Regions from separate parts of the Gossypium hirsutum genome. Here region 2 is linked to region 1. Evidence: chromatin contacts called from public Hi-C data. All regions are on one chromosome and are shown on one strand. Each heading gives the region's core, a stretch centred on a gene start, on an enhancer-like site or on the middle of the called end of the contact. The rest is flanking DNA. Distances are from core to core; before and after follow the strand shown.

The links. Hi-C and Micro-C count contacts between places; a contact is called where the count stands out from the background.
Region 2: a contact with region 1 is called in a Hi-C map of leaf, with 1.6 times the contacts expected there. The contact joins the promoter of LOC107892566 here to the enhancer-like site in region 1. A contact is called at or near these places in 7 of 34 Hi-C or Micro-C datasets (callus and leaf).

Annotation. Positions count from the first base shown.
Region 1 is chrA11:105,257,925-105,260,803 of Gossypium_hirsutum_v2.1, reverse strand. No RefSeq gene overlaps it. Among protein-coding and RNA genes, the nearest start is that of LOC107892566, 50 kb to the left of the region's middle. Within about 2 kb of position 1,498, at least 1 of the 9 cell types and tissues checked has an H3K27ac peak or open chromatin away from gene starts, as enhancers often do. A contact at or near this core is called in leaf, where this site is marked.
Region 2 is chrA11:105,308,272-105,311,150 of Gossypium_hirsutum_v2.1, reverse strand. LOC107892566 (ammonium transporter 1 member 2) reads left to right here and starts at 1,510. Exons shown (of 1, transcript XM_016817636.2): 1 at 1,510-2,879. The coding sequence starts at 1,616.

The DNA of each region.
Region 1 (2,879 bases), core at 249-2,748:
TATGTCATTCCCAATCAATTGTGAAAAAAGTTGCACATCCCAACGTTTTCTTGTTTTGTTTTGGAGGTTTTAACTCAATAAGTTTTTGTAAATCTCCATTCACCAAACAGCATAATTAGAGGTTTGACTATTCAATCCTCCATTTGTACCTAAATCAATTAAAAGAAAATTCAAAACTCTATTTACCAAACACCCCATATAAAATATTATGTGTAAAATTAATGGTAGATTTGATCATGGGTTGGTTCACTCGATCTGACTTTAAGGCTCGTCTGAAAAGTAAGAGTGTTTGGATAAAAATTTAGATTCGAAAAATGGGTTTGAACAAAAAAAAAGATCCATTTTCGAAATGGGCTAAGCCTCGGGTATAATTTTTTTATTCGAGCCCGGCCCGGCCCAATCTGAATTTGTAATACTGATTTTTAATATTATTTTTAATTTTATACTAATTTACTAATACTAATTTTTTAATATGTTGATTGGTTGATATATAAATATTTTGGTTGGTTGATTAAATTTTGCATGTTGTTGGTGCTGTTTTTAGTGCTGTTTTATTATTATTTCGCAACTATTTATTATGTTATTTGGTTGCCCTTTTAAATATTATTTGAATATTGTTGAACTTTTGTTTTATTATTAATTTTGTTACTATTTTAGTTGTAATTATCTTAATATAAATTTTTTTATTGTATTTTCAATTTGTTTGTTGTTTTAATATTTATTTTAATGTTTTTCAGTTTGTTTGATATATTATATTTTAAAAATTATCTATATAATAAAATAATCTAAAAAAATTAATATGAACCAGGTCGAGTCGGGCTTAACTATTATAATTTAGGCCGAGTTTGGGCAAATTTTCATGTCCATTTTTTAGATCAGTCTGAACCCAAAAAATGAACTTGAAATTTTATTAAGGCCCAACTCGAATTCGACTGAACCCGACCCATGAACACCTAGTGCTGTATAAAATTTAAAAGAATATTTTAAAAGATAATGCTAGTGCCTCCATTTAAAGTTAGCCCTATATCCATGCCGCCACCCATATCTATTTTGATTCGCCTACAAGATTAGTATTACTTAACAAAGAATTTATTCCTAACCCAATAAAATTGACGGTGCCCAATTTTGCTTCATATTTTCCTCTCTTCTTTGGAACATCTAATGGTAGTGGCTGGAAATTTGGAAGTAATGCGAGCACTTCAATTCTTAATCTAAACTTGACAAAAGAAAATCATCACTTGAAGCTAATATACAAAATAAGATTATTAACACTTTTTATGTAAATGGTGAATCAAATTATAAATTGTGTGTAAAAAAAATTTCGATTTCAAGTTTGATATAAATATCAAATCATTCAAACTTCCAACCCTATTGAAAAAGTCACTGAAATTATGGACCACAAAAAGGCCTCTAGTTTGTCACTATTAGCTACACCACGACTTTCAATCATCAACGTGATAGAATTTGTAAGGTTGTAAATAGTTTCACTATCAATATGTTTCTATTTGAGTTTTTCCCCTCCACTAGGAAAAAAAAATTCCATTGATTGAAGCCTAGGAGATCCCTATGTTACTATAATCTATTACCGGTATTTGTACTTAACATTCATATGTTATGCATATTTTAACATAGATACAAGGATATGATTCATTTAGTAGCTTTCAAAATTTATGAAAATTTTGATAAAAATTGAATATATATTTATTAAACATATAATTATATCTTACACACATATTATTTGTGATTGTGTATTTATTGCTTTTTCTTTTGTTAACTGAGGTGTGGCTCAAATTGCTGCAATGCAATTTGCAACCGAACTTTCTTTTTCATTGTTCTATCTTTTAGTGTGATTATTAAGCTCATCTCTATCACCATAAAAGAAATTGATGATTACTTGACTTTATTTAGAACTGTAAACAAGAAAATAAAAATAATAAAGGAAAGGAGTGATCGAAAATTGCTTTAAATTTTATGAACTAGTAATTATTTTGTCAGGTTTAGCTTTTTTCAATTCAATTGTTTTTTTCCATTTTATGGTTGAAAATTTTCATATTTTTGTGGATTGTCAGCTTGGCCAAGTGTGTATGATGAAAGATGGTGTCTCAGCATCCGAGTGAAATATCTAATTTGCTGTTATCTGGGATTTCAAGTTTAACATATCGAAAACGTGAATGAATGTCCAATGATTGGGATTTCAAGTTTAATATATCAATTTCTGTATATAACTTTTCTCCAACAATTATATTCATTGTTCGTAATTTCCTGCGGAACCCTTGTCTCAATTTTAGAATGTGTAATGATTGATTATATTGAAATTATTGTAAATTTTTGGGTATTGCCACATAGCAATGCTAATCATCAAATGCTATTTTGAAACAAGAAACTGCATTTTTCAGTCAGATCTAATAACCAAAATAGAATTACAGCCAAGTCTTGTTTCCAGCAACACTTCTCTTTCATTCTTCAAGACCCCACCATCCCCTGCTAGTTCCACCATTTAAAAAAATTCACATCAGCACATGATTCAGCCCCTTGCCTGCAGTGCACTTACAACATGGGCACCTCACTTGGTCTACCAATATGCCAAAATCCACCTCCGATATATCTTTCTGCAAACCTTCCCATTCTTAACACATGGAGCTCAGCATTCGCAATCACCACTCCACTTTTTCCTGCCATTGACACCGTTTTGTTCAAAACCAGTTCTCTTCAAATTAGAAAATTCCTTTTGATTCTCACCTCAATAAGATAAAGTGCGGTCTTCATCATTCCATCCGATTTCCCCAGCCTCCTGTTTGAAAAATTTCAATGCCGTAACCTTAATGTTCCCACAATCCAGATTAATGGTTTCATTCATCACCATTATTTCTTTCCTTATG
Region 2 (2,879 bases), core at 261-2,760, 50 kb before region 1:
AATTTATATTTTAGGGGGGCCGGAGCCCATGCAAGCCCCCCTAGCTTCGCCCCTGTGACCCTGGTGATGAGGGTTAGACGACTTTTTTGAATGGTTTATAAATGTACGTTAAAAGATTATGTTGAATTAAATTTAATTTTATTTAATTTAATTTATAATTAATTTTAATTTTTATATAAAATAAATATTTTTTATATTTAAAATAGTAAAATTAATTTAAAATTTTTATACAATTTTTTTTAGAAAAGATGATATAAAAATTATTGATTATTTTTTATTTACTTGAAAAATTAAAAGTTTATAGAAATATTTATGAGAAATAGTTTGAAACTTTATCAAATACGGGGGTAGTGGTGTGTTAATTGGATAAGGAGATTTTTGTTTCTTTTCCACAGCCTGAGACTGAGACCATATAGAACTGGTTGCTGTACAAATTGCCACCACTCCATTCTCATCTTTATCTCCTTCACACATTCACCTGTTAATTTAGTAAATTCATAATTTTAACATAAATTTTAGTTTTTATCTCATTACCAAAATTTTATCATCGCCTAATGAAACTTAATCTTTTACTTATTTCAACTCTCTCTCTCTCTCTAAAAAAAGTACTAATTAAATAGAATAATTTATTTTCTACACGGATAAAGTTTATATCTCAAAGGAATTTTAGAATATTTTCACATGTGTTATTATTTTTTAGATTTTTTTAAATGTGTCAATTTACTCATTAATCTGTTTGAAGATTGAATCATTCACAAATATTTTTCCACCCAATATAAAATTGTTTTTAATTCATTCTTTTTCCACTCCAAAAATGATCAGTTGTTTGATTAAAATAAAATATTGATTGAGATTGGATCTTGGGTTTGATTCTTATACTCTTCTTAGCCCCTCCTTTTATAAAAAAAATTTTCAAAATGTTTTTTCACTATTAAGTTGTAATATTTGAATCCCTATAATGTGTCAGGTATAAGATTAACGTATTACTAGAATTTGCGATACACAGCATATTTTTTTATGTATGCATATATATATATATTAAAAAGAGTGGATTATTTATGAGAAATTATATGGAAGTGAATAATTTTAAAAAAGTGAATTAATTGTTTAAAAAATGATATTATATAAAACTTTAAATTGCAATATTATTATATTTTCACCAATTAAAATATGAATAAATATAAAAATTTTACATAAACTTTGATCCAATATATAATATTATATGTGAACTTTAATTTACTATTATTCTAAATATTTACAATTAACATTATTTTTGTGAAAATTGTTATTTGAAATTTTACTGAAGTAAAAGATGAAGAGCAAAATTTTAATATTTCACATAATTTTAATTATCTTTTTTTTCTAAATAATTCAAATTATTTTCATATAAATTTAAATTAATTTTCTGTTGCTATAATAATGAAAACATGTATTCTTTTTATAAATATATGTGAAAGTAGTTTAAATTGATTGATTTCTGTTATAGTTTAATAAAATTTATTTCCAATATTAGTTTAATAATGTCATTGTCTCTTACCGTCCACCATTCCTTTCAAATTGCTCTATATAATCACCCTCTTAGCCATCCTCAGTGTTTCCATCCCCTGTTTCAGCCATGGATTCCCTCACTTGCACGGCCTCTGACCTCGTCCCCCTCCTCTCCTCCTCCGCCAATGCAACCGCCCTCGCCTCCTTCCTTTGCGCCCGTTTCTCCACCATCTCCAGCCAACTCTCTGACGCCACTCACGCCGTTGACAACACTTACCTCCTCTTCTCCGCTTACCTAGTCTTCGCCATGCAACTCGGCTTTGCCATGCTTTGTGCTGGCTCTGTCAGAGCTAAGAACACCATGAACATCATGTTGACTAACGTCCTTGACGCTGCAGCCGGTGCTCTTTCTTATTACCTCTTTGGTTTTGCCTTTGCCTTTGGTGCCCCTTCTAATGGTTTCATTGGACGTCATTTCTTTGGTCTTAAAGCATACCCTTCACCCGATGGTGATTATAGTTTTTTTCTTTATCAATGGGCTTTTGCTATAGCTGCTGCTGGGATCACTAGTGGGTCCATAGCTGAAAGAACCCAATTCGTAGCTTACCTTATTTACTCTTCCTTTCTAACCGGCTTTGTTTACCCTGTTGTTTCACATTGGTTTTGGTCTGGAGATGGGTGGGCCAGCCCGATCCGACCCAATAACCTTTTATTCGATTCGGGTGCGATTGACTTTGCCGGTTCAGGTGTGGTTCACATGGTTGGTGGCATTGCCGGGTTATGGGGTGCATTAATCGAGGGTCCAAGGATTGGCCGATTCGATCGAGCTGGTCGATCTGTGGCGTTACGTGGGCACAGTGCCTCATTAGTAGTGCTCGGGACATTTCTATTGTGGCTCGGGTGGTACGGGTTCAACCCAGGTTCATTCTTGACCATCATGAAAGGGTATGGTGGTGGTGGAGGTTATTATGGACAATGGAGTGCCATAGGGAGGACAGCTGTCACGACGACATTGGCCGGGTGCACAGCTGCTCTTACAACCTTGTTTAGCAAGAGACTATTAGTTGGCCATTGGAATGTAATTGATGTGTGCAATGGTTTATTAGGAGGCTTTGCTGCAATTACCTCAGGGTGTTCAGTAGTGGAACCATGGGCTGCAATCATATGTGGCTTTGTAGCAGCATGGGTTCTAATTGGATTCAACATGCTTGCAGCCGAGTTCAAGTACGATGACCCACTAGAAGCAGCCCAATTACATGGAGGATGCGGCGCGTGGGGTTTACTCTTCACCGGGTTGTTTGCGACAAAGGCCTACGTCAACGAGGTGTATCCGGGGCTGTCAGGGAGGCCATATGGGATGTTCATGGGCGGTGGAGGGAAGCTGTTAGGGG